Regions from separate parts of the Arachis hypogaea genome. Here region 2 is linked to region 1. A link is a contact called in public Hi-C data. All regions are on one chromosome and are shown on one strand. The core of a region is the stretch at or near the end of the contact, and the rest is flanking DNA. Distances in the headings are between cores, read along the strand shown.

Region 1 (7,281 bases), core at 1,409-3,908:
CAAGGCTCAAATTCTTCCCCGAGAAGCTGAAATCTCGGTGGTCAGGACCATTTGTTGTTACCAGAGCTTCACCATATGGTCATGTGGAAATATAATAAGAAAATTCTGATAGGAAATTTATAGTGAATAGCCAGAGGTTGAAGTACTATCTTGCAGGTGAGATCGATCGCCAGAGGTCTGCTCATCTGCTGAATTAGCAGAACTGACTGTTAAGCTAGTGACGTTAAAGAAGTGCTTGTCGGGAGGCAACCCAATAATTTCGTATCCTTAGTTATTTTTCGTAGTAGGAGCTTTCTTATTTATTTGATTTTTATTGAGTCTTCACTGTTTTTCCTTCGTTTTACGTGTGTTCTGATCATGCAGCTATTTGAGAACAGAACCGAGCACTCCGAAAAAAAAAGCAGAAGAAGAAGAAAAAGAAGAAGAAAAAGAAGAAGAAAATTCAGCAAAGAGATAGGCCGGAGTGGTGCTGGAAGCGTGCCTTGCACACAAGCAAGACCACGCGTACGCGTCCATGATGCGTGCACGTCACTTGCGCATTTGCCAGATCACGCGTAAGCGTCCCTGACGCGTATGCGTGACCCTGGAAATCAGCATAAATAGGTGTTTGGCCAGCGAGTTGTGATGGCTTGGGGTTGGAATTGTGCTAAACGCACAATCTACATCACGCGTACGCGTCCCTGACGCGTACGTGTCACTTTCACTTTGCCCCCATCCACGCGTGCGCGTACCTGACATGCACGCGTCGTCTGTCTATCTAGCCCACATGCGCATCAACCCGAGAGTTGTGCGTGCGCGGAGCTGCCTTCGCGCGATTCGCACAAAACTGAAAGCACGCGAACGCGTCCCAGACGCTTACGCGTCTCTTGAACTTTATGCGAACCACGCGTGCGCGTGTTTGACGCGCACGCGTCGATCGCGCCGCATTACTTACCCAGTGCGCCGCCCTATTTTCATTCTCTCTCCCTCCCAAATCCTAATTCTCTCTCGTTCTTTTCCCCTTTTATTCTTCTTTTATCATACTAATTGCTTTTATGTCCCTTTCTGTTTTCAGTTTTTCTTTGCTTGAGGACAAGCAAACCTTTAAGTTTGGTATTGATACTTCGTTTATGGCTACATACATGCAGAATACCACCAACCTCCATCCTCAATAATACCTCGGATTGTACCAAAAATGATAAAAGAACCCTCCTATGCAATGGGCATTTCAAAATTTGTTAACAATATGAATGAAAAGACAGATCTGAAAATTATTCTTTGATTTTCTTTTTCAATTCATTTGTGTATAAAATAACATAAACACAACTAACTCAAAAAAAGACAACCTCATTGTTATCTTGAAGCTCTTCAATAGTGCATTTTCTAGTTAAACGCATGAAATCATCTTTCAAGGAGACAACTTTACCCTCATTTGTAATAAACAGTGGCTGGGTACCATTGACACCTTGCTCAATCATACTAAAAAAATGATGGCAGACACTTGTACTTGTTACTCCAGATTAGTTGTAAATAGAGAATACAATAAAAATTAACAAAATAAACCATGCTAACCTCTGCCTGAATTCAACAATTTCAGGAAGATCAGGATTAAATAACATTTGAGTCGCATACATCACATTTTGAAGACCTACTTGACCTACACAGCAATACAGAAAAAGTTTAGCAAAGTTTATTGGAGACAACACCTACAGTAGCAATGAGATGTACAGAAACCAAACAATGTACCCCTAAAGAACTTGACTTTTGCAAGTTGAATGACAACAACAGGCTGCTTCACATACCCAGAGGTAAGGAAATGATTTACTTGATTAACTAGTCCCCAAATAATGCACATCGCACTGTAAGATTGAAACTCAAAATATGACAAAGAATGAAACAGAAGATAAGGAAAAAAAGGATTAAAAGATAAAGAGAAACCACGAGAAATGACTCAATCAACATACTCTTTTGAAGTTAATTCCAGCACAATTATTTTCACAATTTTCCCCTCTTTTGCATATTCTTTCTCTTCTCCCACTGAAGTTAAAAGATCAATGACATTTATTCCAAATAAACATAACCTATTAAATATTCAAACGATTTGTTAAAAAAACTTGAATAACAGAATAGCAAGAAGAGATACACACCAACTAAAAAATCATAATCTTGGGTCATGTTCAGCAGCTCAGAAAAAGAAAATATGTTAAAACAAGTCTTAGGGATAACATCTTCATCAACAGTTACAACAGTGGTTCGGTGAAGGAAAACCAATTTGAATTCATGAGAAGTTGCTCTATAACTACCATGATTTGACACAACAGTAAAGTATGTCATTCTATAAACTTGACCTTCAACTATATGATCCCTAAACCTATTAAGGAGTGGTTTCTTAATTGTAGCTTGAATTTTTTCACACTGAAAATCCAACAAAAGAACAAAATCAGATTAGTGAAACACATAATTTAAAGTTGAAAACTTAAAAAACAACAACTAACACCATATTTAAAAGAGAAGCTAATAGGGGCTAACATGATCATCAAGGAGAATCATCTCCATTGAGTTAGGAACCTCATGGTTACCAAAAGAGGGTACAACCCAAAGCCTTAGAACCCTAACTTTCAGCCTCCAAGCCTTTCTAAAAGGATGCATCTTGGAAATCATATCAAATAGAGGAGGCATTGCAGAAAAAAGAAAGGAGATAAACAGAGTTGATGAAATAGATAAAAATGTAAACAAAAAAAATTCTAAAATAGACAGAGTTTAGGAGGAAATAGAACACAGCAGAATGTTTGTGCATTGAATGTAGTTCACCAACCATCCTTTTATAGAAAAAATCCAACACACAAGGTTCACCTTTTTGAATTCAAATTGAGGATGGAAATGGAGGGAAAACAAAATCTCAGTCTATATGCATCTCCATTCAATGGCATAGAAACAACTAATCATAGGAGAAAAATCTGAACCAACACAAAAACAGGAAAAAAAAAGGTGAAACTTTCAAGAAATCAACAAATAGGGACCAAAAATTGAGATATCACACCATACCTACTACAGTGCACCTACATGTCATTATACCATAGGGAAGACAGTCATCAACTACCCCAAACAATGATTCTACTCATAGCAATGAGAGTTGGTAAATGTGTTAGGTAGGGATACATTCAAAACAGCAGATGAATCGGAAAAAAAGTATAGACAAACATCAATAAAAATCTGTCAGTCACATCAACATTCATGAAATGAATGAGATTAAAACCTCATACCTTGATAATGATTCCCAAATTTCCAATAAAGTATAGCACAACCTTATTATGTGTGCAGAACACATTTTCATGGGAGACCAGCTGCTGGATAGTTTTTTCTTTGGATAAAGAGATATGCTAGTTAGGCAAACAATACCATGAAGCCATTTTACTAGCACAAGGCCATTCTTTTCTCGATGAACCTCTTAAGTTCAGGTCAAAGAGCTGTATGTTCATCCAATAGCTGAAATATAAAATAATTTTCCCCAAACAACAAAAAAATGTAATGCAATTCAGTTGAACATAAAAAATAAATAAATGACCAACATGATATACATCAATTTTTGTCAATCACATCACCACTGATAGAATAGATTAGGTACAAAACCCATTTCTTGATAATGATTCACACAACCCACATGCAACCACCAATTCACTTTAGGTAAACTTAATGGATTTGTTGAACATACCTAAAAAAACAAAGATTCATCAATGAGATTATTGAATCAGAACTGAAATCAGAATGCAAGACTTGAACAGGAAGGAATAGAATTGGGAATGCAAAACTTGAATGGGAGTGGCACAAGCATATTTCTTTATCAAAGAAGCAAACAAATTCATGACAATCAGCTCTACTTCTTTGCATGAGGTGAAATATACAGTAATTTTTGCATAATCAATAAAGGATTGAAATGCAACTGAGTTGACTAACAAAAGGTTTCATCAATATGCAAATAAATCACCAAGAAGCTATCAATCAATTCCTATCAATCACATCACCACTCATCAAATAGATTACATAGAAGAAAATTCTCTAGTAACACAAACAGTAGAGTCATACCATCTTATTGTGAGAAAGTCACTTCCTTTCTGAATGACATCTTAAATTCAAGACAAAGACCTCCATGTCTTTTCAAGAGCTGAAATATAAAATAATTTTTACATAAAAAATAAAAAAATGAGAATACAATTGAGTTGAATAACCAAATCTTTCATTTAATGACCAAGAAGTTATGAATCAATTTCTATCAATCACATCACCACTGACCAAATAGATTAGATAGAAAGCCCATACCTTGATAGGGATTCCCATATTTTCAATGAACAATGTATGGCAGAACATCATTACCTATGCAGAAGACATCTTCAAGGGAAGATAACCTACTCCAGGTATCTCTCTTTGTAGGAGGGAATTCCTAGTTAGACAAAAACTTATTTTACATAAACAATAAAAAAATGGAATGCAATTGAGTGTTTCATAAAAAATAAAGATATATTTAAAATAATTTTTCCACAAACAACAAAAAATGTAATGCAATTCCGTTGAACTTAAAAAATAAATAAATGATCAAAAGGCTATACATCAATTTTTGTCAATCACATCACCATTGATAGAATAGATTAGGTACGAAACCCACTCCTTGATAATGATTCACACAACCCACATGCAACCACCAATTCACTTTAGGTAAACTTAATGGATTTGTTGAACATACTTAAAAAAAACAAAGATTCATCAATGGGATTATTGAATCAGAACTAAAATCAGAATGTAAGACTTGAACAGAAAAGAATGGAATTGGAAATGTAAAACTTGAATGGGAGTGGCACAAGCATATTCCTTTATCAAAGAAGGAAACAAATTCATGACAATCAGCTCTACTTCTTTGCAAGAGGTGAAATATACAGTAATTTTTGCATAACCAATAAAGGATTGAAATGCAACTGAGTTGACTAACAAAAAGTTTCATCAATATGCAAATAAATCACCAAGAAGCAATCAATCAATTTTTATCAATCACATCACCACTCATCAAATAGATTACATAGAAGAGAATTTTCTAGTAACACAAACAGTGGAGTGATGCCATCTTATTGTGAGAAAGCCACTTTCTTTCTGAATGACATCTTAAATTTAGGACAAAGACCCATGTCTTTTCAAGAGCTGAAATATAAAATAATTTTTACATAAAAAATGAGAATGCAATTGAGTTGAATAACCAAATCTTTCATTTAATGACCAAGAAGCTATGAATCAATTCCTATCAATCATATCACCATTGACCAAATAGATTATATAGAAAGCCCATACTTTGATAGGGATTCTAACATTTTCAGTGAACAATAATGGCAGAACATCATTACCTATGCAAAAGACATCTTCAAGGGAAGATAACCTACTCCAGGTATCTCTCTTTGTAGGAGGGGATTCCTAGTTAGACAAAAAGTTATTTTATATAAACTATAAAAAAATGGAATGCAATTGAGTGCTTCATAAAAAAATAAAAATAGATTCATGAAAACTCAATGGATTCATGAAATTTGAGTATTACATTCAATGGGTCTACTTTCAATATAATTATTTGAGTCCTTCATAAAATTTGACATCAAACATAAATAACAGAACATGATTCTGAATACAGAAAATAGTATAAAAACTCAATGGATTTATTGAATATACACAAAGTAAAAAATTAAAAATAGATTCATCAGTTTTCAAAGAATCTGAAAGAAACTTCCAAAGAATGTAACCAAGAACATGAACCCAGAAACAAACCAAGTCAGATAAGAGAACATGACTCTGAATGCAGAAAAAATTATAAATTGCTACATTCAGCCCAAATAATTCAAAGGGATTAGTGAATGATAGTGGAAATTCGAATGCAAAACTTGAATAGGAGATAATGAAATTGGGAATGCAAAACTTGAATAGGAGAAGCTGGGTCTATAAACTGACTTTGATGAAAAAACTCTGTCAATCACATCACCATGGAGAAAGTAGATTAGGTAGAAACCTCATACCTAGAAAATGATTCACAAAACCAGACCCATGATCCATAAATATAAGAAAAGGTAAGTAAGAAGACAATCTTTATAATCATTATAAAATCCCAAAAATTGATGAAATACACAAATCATGCAACAAACAATTCAACAGCTAGCAAAAGGAGAAATGATAATCATACCAACAAAATCTAAATAACGAAATGAAGAAAAAGAAACAGATTCATAGACCATACTCAAAATTAACAGCAGCTTCCAAAAAATATAACCAAGAACATAAACCCAGAAACAAACCAAGTCACATAGACACAATTTGCAAATTATAAATTTTACGAACCCTAGACAATAAGATCTGGCTTAACCGTCGAACAGATACGAAAAATTATCACAATTTACACAATTAGGAATTTCACAAACCCTAGACAATAAAATCTGGGTTAACCGTGGAACAGATACCAAAATTGATCACAAGGATGTACACAATGAAGGAAAAGAAAAAGGATGAAGAGGAAAATAGGTTTGGATACACCTGATTGATTGATCAGAGTTCTTGAATTTGAGACCCCAATAGAAAATCAGTAACCTGGATGAATGGCGACTAACTAAACTCCCAAGAAAACAGAGCTCGTACACAGAGTTTCATAGGGCAGACGAAGCGAAGCTAGGAGAAGAAAGCAAAGCTCCTAGGGTTCCAACTAATCATTACCTGTTCAAACAAATCCATCAAGAAGGCAGGTTGCGTAGCGATTCGGTGAAAAGGAAGGCAGCTTGCGTGAGCGAGAAGGTGAAAGGGATAGCTGACGGCGGAATGACACAGGAGCACATGCACCCCTGAAGATGAGAAGCCATGCTAGAGGAGATGCCACCGTTGAGGAGAGCCTCCACCTGGGACTGTAGCCGGCGTGGAATGCGGGGAGGTCTCCACCTCGGAGATAAAACCACGGCTATCTATTGTTATATAGATTAAGTTAAAATAAAGTATAAATTTAATGAGTTGAAATGATTTAGTGCAAATGGATAGTACAAGTGTATATGAAGTTGGGTTGTCTTAATTTTGATTTGAACTTAAACTAGTGAATTGTCCCGTGAGATGTACAGGTATGATAAGTTTAATAAAAATCATTTATTATGAAAGTGTTTTTATGTTAATAATATATGTATGAGTGTTCTATAATAATTTGGATCGTTTAGTAAGATTGACCACAATTTTAGAACTCTAATTTTTATTCTGTAATTTTGATTTTCGTAAACAATTTTAATATCCTTTAGCAAGTTG
Region 2 (7,281 bases), core at 2,973-5,472, 41 kb before region 1:
AGGGTAGACAATGGTTTTTGTGAACAACGAACTCTAAAATTGGCCTAATAAAGTAAAAACACACTACACCCTCAAATTACTCATCTAAATTTTAATATTAGGATAACCATCCGCACACCTAATGAATTGAACATCCGATATATCTATTATTCATATTATTTAGTATTTTTATTGTCTACCTATACTTTTTCTTAATGATATGCTCCAAGTTAAATGTCCATACAGGCAAATGAATATTATATTGACACTTTGTTGGTTCACACCTCATATATATGCCATACTTCCACAAAACTCTGCATTTTATCTTAGAATATTATAAAATTTCATTCTAGAGGTTGATTTAACTGGAAATTATCTATGTCAAATTTATCTTTAACTTGGATACTCCTTGGTCATTCAGATTTCTTCAAGGACCTGAAACAGATCCAGCAACTGTGAAAAAAATTAGACAAGCGATTGACAACCAAACTGAAGTTACTGTACAACTCATTAATTATACAAAGACAGGTAAGCTAGCCTAATGTTTCTGCACAGAAAACTACTAAAATGATAGGAAATGTTAGCAGTTTTTTCCCTTAGCACTATTTAGTTCATTAAAAGGAAACAATAGTGCTGCAGTTATTATTCCTATTATTGCTATTGAAGCTTTTTCTGCTCAACTCATCAGGTAAAAAGTTCTGGAACTTGTTCCATCTGCAACCTATGCGTGACCAGAAGGTATAACACATCATAATTGAGTGAAGAAGTTAGCTCTTCTAATATCTTGCCGCAGAAATTTTGTTTTGGATGGATAAACACTTTTTTTTTTACTCGTTTGAACAGGGAGAAGTACAGTATTTTATTGGTGTTCAACTCGACGGTAGCCAACATGTGGAGCCTCTTCACAACTGCATCGCAGAAAATACTGCAAAAGAAGGAGAACAACTGGTTTGGACTCTATTCAAGTTCTTCATTAATTTACCATATACTGCGTCTCAAATCATTAAACTCTGTTAACATCATTACATATTCACCTTGTGCCAAATATTGAAGTCTTCAAAGCATAAGAATTGTGACTTCTATTTTCTCGTATAATATTGATATCTATTCATTTTCGTTATAAATATTTCCTGAATGCTGAGTATAACAAGTTCTTTTGACATCCACTTTCAGGTCAAACAAACTGCAGAAAATGTTGATGAGGCAGTAAGAGAACTTCCGGATGCTAATATGGTAATATCTACTGGCTACCGAGTTCCAATGTCTTTTAAAGAGCTTTTGGCTTCAATCTGTGACATGGTCTTATTGACAATCTCCAGAAACCGGACGATTTATGGATGAATCATTCAAAAGTGGTTCAGCCAAAACCTCATAGGAAGGAAGATGCTGCTTGGAGAGCTATCAAGAAGGTATTACTTTTTTATTATATTCGTTGCTTCGTTTGAAAGTTGTTGAATAAACCATTTTCCTCTTGTTCATGTAACCTGGTTTTGCAGATCCTGGACAGTGGAGAACAGATAGGCTTAAAGCACTTTAGGCCAGTTAAACCTTTGGGATCAGGAGATACTGGCAGGTTTTAATTTGTTCTTCCCTATTTCTCTTTCACATTTCCAACATAGATGAGAACCTTATAGGTGAATTTTCCTCTACCGATAGCGAACAATTCAAGAGAGCTCGATATTTTAAAAACTAATTAGAACTTCTATATATTCTTTTAAAACTAGACTTTTTATTTTTTTTTTTCATATCAAGCTTATGTGGTAGTAACATTATGGTATATTACTACTGGTTTGCAGTGTGCATCTAGTGGAGCTATGTGGAACTGGTCACCATTTTGCCATGAAGGCGATGGATAAGGGTGTTATGCTCAATCGTAACAAGGTTCTTGATTATGAAGCACACAATTGTTTCTTTCTTTTCTGTTATGTTTTGGGTCTATTCTGTCATATCCCACATATCTGGTTCCAGTTATCAAGATCTTTCATGTTTCTACACTTTCTGCAGGTGCATAGAGCTTGCACAGAGAGAGAAATCCTTGACATGTTGGACCATCCTTTTCTACCTGCACTATATGCTTCCTTTCAGGTTTGATGCTCACATATCACTTTCAAATTAGAAAAACATAGTAGTCCTCATTATTTTTAACTATATATAATGAATTTGTCAAAATCATTGGAACTTGATTGATTTGCAGACCAAATCACATGTTTGTTTGATAACTGATTACTGCCCTGGTGGAGAACTGTTCCTGCTTCTTGATCGACAGCCAACAAAAGTTCTTAAGGAAGAGGCTGCCAGGTATAATAATATTATGCTACTGCATGCACATGACTCCTACTTTCCTCTAACTGACATTAAGTTCTCAATATTCATAGATTTTATGCTGCTGAGGTAGTGGTTGCATTGGAGTATCTTCATTGTCAAGGTAGGTTATTAGTCATTCGTATGGCCTAACAATTTTAATTATTAACCCATGAAATACAACTTAGGAAGTACAAGACTGACAAAATGTTTCTCTAAATCCGGTATGAAGTTAACAAGCTGCAATAACTGATCAAAGGATGCTGCTTTGTTATCACAACATTTAGTACTTGGGAAGAAGTATTGCCTACAAAATTTTCTGATGTGTGTCTTAAGTGAATTTGACATCCTTTATGAAATTTTGCAGGAATAATATATCGGGATTTGAAGCCAGAAAATGTGTTAATCCAGAGCAATGGACATGTGGCTCTAACAGATTTTGATTTGTCATGTTTAACATCTTGCAAGCCACAGGTATCTCTGAGATGAAACTTCATATAATGCAGTAGTTTTTAATTATTATAAGCAATACTTATAACTCAACCACTGATAACAATTTTGTTTATGTCTGATTTATACTTGTTGCAGCTGCTTCTACCAGCCACGGATGACAAGAAAAAAAAGAAGAAAAAACAACAAAAAGGTCAACAGGTTCCGGTGTTTATGGCTGAACCCATGAGGGCATCAAATTCTTTTGTTGGCACAGAAGAGTACATAGCTCCGGTTTGTTATTTCTTGACATATTCTAATGAGAATAAAATATTTTTTTCTTTTTCTATTCTGGATATTGACAGTTACACTTGTGCAGGAAATTATATCTGGTTCAGGCCACACTAGTGCTGTGGATTGGTGGGCTCTTGGTAATTTTTAATTTTCATACCTAAGATTTTAGGCACAAGTTAGCATCCATAATTGGCTTTGTTATTATTGTGTTTAATCCTGTTCCTATGTCACCTTTTGTTTTGGCCTTTATTTATTTTCAATTTATCTATACACATCCCGTTTTATGCTTTGGACATTATTATAGATTAAAAAAAGTTATCAATAGGCAATTCAAATGCTAAATAAATAAATAAAATCTTGAACTTATATATTGCATGTAAGATAATGTTAACACTACTTAACACGTTGTGTTTAATTGACATTAACTAAGTTGCGTTATTCTTTTCAGGTGTTCTTCTATATGAAATGCTTTATGGGTATACACCATTCAGGGGAAAGACAAGGCAAAAAACATTTGCAAATATTCTACACAAGGATCTTAAATTTCCCAAAAGCAAACCAGTGAGTTTTTTCTTCTAATTACATTTGATGAAATCCTCCAATCCGATCCTTGCTAGTTTATGTCAAATTCAATAAGTAATTGATAATGATGTTTTAATATGCTAAAACTACTCTTAATGCAGGTAAGTCTCCAGGGAAAGCAGCTAATTTATTGGTTGTTGCAAAGAGATCCCAAAGATAGATTGGGTTCACAAGAAGGAGCAAATGAAATTAAGCGTCATCCATTCTTTAAGTCTGTTAATTGGGCATTAGTCCGGTGCATGGTAACACATACACTAAACCTAATTAATTAATTACTATTTTGATTAGTAAAATATTTATTATTATTATTATTATTATTATTATTATTATTATTATGGTAATGCTATTATGTTAGAAAGACAAAAAATAATCAATCTAAACAATATTTTATATAATATTTATTTATTATAAAGTACATTAAATAAAACAAAAATAATAAATTTTGACTGTTTTTTTTTATTAATTATTTCTATTATTATTATTATTATTATTATTATGACAGACACCTCCTGAGCTTGATGCTCCTCTCTCTCTGGAAAATGAAGTCAAAGTGGACCCTGAATTGGAGGATCTGCAGCTAACTGTTTTCTGAAAAGGTGCCTCACTCTCTCCCTCCCATTTGTTAACCTAATGACTACCCAATTATTAATTAATATTTTTTTTATTATTATAATGCAGGTTAGGGGATGTAGTTAACAGTTAACTAGTTATGTCGCTTTCGAGGGACACATGGTGAAACTATTTACCCGTTTTATGAGTAATTGAAGGAATTTCGGTCCCTTTTCTTAGTGGTGCATGCAGTGTCTGATGCTTTTCATCGTAATCTAAGAATGGAGATCCCGCAAACATTTTTGAAAGTTACACTCTAGTCTAGAGCAGAAACTCTTGTATGATTTTGTTGTTATTTATCTTTATTAGTAATACTCTAAATTGGTCCCTTTGGATAAATTAGTTTTTAGCAAAAATTTAACAAATTGATCTCTGCTTAATGATTGATTTGTTAAATATTTTTATTAGAGATTAATTTATTCGATACAAATATTGTTAAGGATCAATTTGGTGTTTTTTTTTTTTTTGAGGAGGGAGAGAGATTTTGTATGTGTGCTTATATTACAAGACTTTTGTATAATTTTAGAATAATATTTTCATTGATGTAAATAGGTTATGTATGCATAATAAAAAAATGCTTTTTCTATTTTCCAAAAGCATTTGTTTTTAATTTTAACCATTTTTTTATTTTTTTGGTTTGATATTAAACTAGTATTGTTGAGTTTAAATTTGATGTATTAATAATACTTAAGTTTTATATGATTATTTAATAAGATTTATGTATTTAAATAATATATTTTAAAATTAATTATTTTTTTAATTTGACAATATACATAATTGATTGTATGTATAAAAATTAGGAAAAGTCTAGAGGATAGCAACTTTCGTATTTTGTGGCCAGTACTTAACCATCAAAAGAAAAGTGAGTGATCTCCTACCATTAGATATAATCTCACAGCATTAAAAACACTATTAATAGCCAATTAATAGTTACAAAACACAAAAATTACTTACCCCTAGCACTCCTCTAAAAGTTATATACACTGACACAAAAATTAAATTTTATTATTTTTATATTAAGCAATAGTAAACAGATAAAAATGTCTACACATGTTTAAATCCATATCATAACATCATTTTTATAGGAGCTAATAGGAAAATGTTATTATTCTAAATATTTGTACAAAAAAATTATAGAGATCAAAATTAGAATTCACAAGATTTATTACAAACAAGTTCAATAAAAGAAAAAATAATATCACTAAAGATATATACATGAGACAAGGAGGACCATTGACTTAATATTTAATAACTTTCGCGGTACATAGAATATAAAAAAATATCTAAAATAAAAATGAAAAACTTATTCTTACTATATATTTTTATATTTTGATGGGTAAATAGAATAATATATTTTAAAAATTTAAATTCTAAAAATGTCTTTAGATTTATCTTTTTTTTAATTGATTTTTATTTTCCAAATTTTTGTGTGTGTGTTTTTTATGTGTGTTAAAGCATGTTAGTCTTACCATCGAAATTTGGAGTTAGGATGGGCTTAATCACTTGCTCAATTTGAAAAAAAAAAGTACAGATCATTAAATAAATAAAAAAACGAATGGATAATAATAAAAGAGAAATTCTCCACATACAAGCATTTTTTTATACAAGTCTTTATAAGTGCGCTTTTTTTTTCTTTTTGCGCACGTTTTTCTTCTTCTTCTTCTTCTTCTTCTTCTTTTCTTTCGTTTCTTGCCTTCTCTTTCTCCTTCTTCAACCATTACTGCACGTTTTCACTGCACCTTCATTTTCTTCTTCTTGCTGCACGTTCTTCTTCCTCTTCCTCTTCTTCTTCTTCTTTTCTTTCGTTTCTTGCCTTCTCTTTCTCCTTCTTCAACCGTTATTCATTGCACCTTCTTCTTCTTCTTCTTGCTGCACGTTCTTCTTCTTCTTCTTCTTCTTCTTCTTCTTCTTCTTCTTCTTCTTCTTCTTCTCCTTCTTCATTTACGTACTTTTCTCTCTGTTTTTTTTCTTTGTTATTCTCGATTTCCATTGTTTTTTTGACATCAAGCTCTGAAATTGTTTTTGAAGAAGAAGAAGCAGCAGAAGATGAGGAGGAGGAAGAGAAAGAGTTTTGAATTATGCATAAGGTGTACTTCAACGAATTTTGGGTGTATTTCTTAAATTCTTTGGGTGTAGTTTTTGTAATCCTTTGGGTGTATTTCTGTAATCCTTTGGGTGTATTTCTATAATCGTTTGGGTGAATTCCTATAATCCTTTGGGTGTATTTCTGTAATCCTTTGGGTGTATCTCTGAAGTTCCATTATCTTCAAATTTGGCAAGAAACTCGTTTTCACGAAGGAAGAAAAAGAAGAGTCGTTTATAATGCATGGTGAGTAGCGCACTTTGGAAACAGGAAGTGGTTGAATAACGTACGTTTATTTACTCTTAAATGTGGGAGTGTAATGCGTGTTTTTTGTTGGGCTTGTACCAACTTGTAAGACTTGTAAGCCAAAAAGACTTGTATGTGTAGCAGGCCTCATAATAAAATATAACAATATATGTAACATTTTATATAACGTTATTTAAGTAAGAATGGTACATAAGTAAAATATATTATATACTAGTGTGATAACTGTGCAATGCACGGGTTCATGTAATTTAAAGGTCTTTAAAAGAAAAATATTAAGAATACAAATAAAATATATTCTATAAAGATAGATATGTTGTATTAAATTTGAATAATAATAAAATTATTATAATATTAAAATAAAATAATAGAATACAACAATTATTCAATATATCAATGAATGGTATAACATATTTTTTAAGATAATAAAATATAATAAAAATTGTTAGACACTAAAAAAACAAAAAATCCAACAGAAATGTAGTTTATTATTATGGATAATCTTAAAAACATAGATTGTCAAGATACCTATTGATAGCAAAACAAAATATTTACAACATATATAAATTTGTTCATTAATCAAAAAATAAAATATGTCCAAAATAATTTAACATATAGTTCAAAATATCTATCAAACAAAGTTATACATAGGAGGCCTAATATCGTTGAATCGACAACTCTATCTGACGGTTAGGTAGCGAGTCGAGTTTCAAGGTAATGTTGTCCCCCTCCTTTAAATT

The links. Hi-C and Micro-C count contacts between places; a contact is called where the count stands out from the background.
Region 2: a Hi-C map of an unstated tissue shows a contact between it and region 1, with 2.5 times the contacts expected there. The contact joins the enhancer-like site here to the promoter of LOC140174691 in region 1. A contact is called at or near these places in 3 of 8 Hi-C or Micro-C datasets (leaf and an unstated tissue).

The regions. Positions count from the first base shown.
Region 1 is chr8:27,832,315-27,839,595 of arahy.Tifrunner.gnm2.J5K5, reverse strand. It overlaps LOC140174691 (replication protein A 70 kDa DNA-binding subunit C-like), which reads right to left and starts at 2,658. Exons shown (of 9, transcript XM_072200183.1): 1 at 2,509-2,658; 2 at 2,127-2,394; 3 at 1,944-2,016; 4 at 1,726-1,838; 5 at 1,552-1,636. The coding sequence starts at 2,658.
Region 2 is chr8:27,874,897-27,882,177 of arahy.Tifrunner.gnm2.J5K5, reverse strand. It overlaps LOC112706744 (phototropin-1), which reads left to right. Exons shown (of 25, transcript XM_072200944.1): 9 at 401-507; 10 at 668-717; 11 at 823-927; 12 at 1,153-1,212; 13 at 1,299-1,388; 14 at 1,476-1,552; 15 at 1,776-1,860; 16 at 1,984-2,064; 17 at 2,174-2,277; 18 at 2,355-2,404; 19 at 2,648-2,754; 20 at 2,869-3,003; 21 at 3,089-3,140; 22 at 3,452-3,564; 3 more. The coding sequence ends at 4,177. Among protein-coding and RNA genes, the nearest start is that of LOC112706744, 8.5 kb to the left of the region's middle. Within about 2 kb of position 4,222, at least 2 of the 3 cell types and tissues checked have open chromatin away from gene starts, as enhancers often do.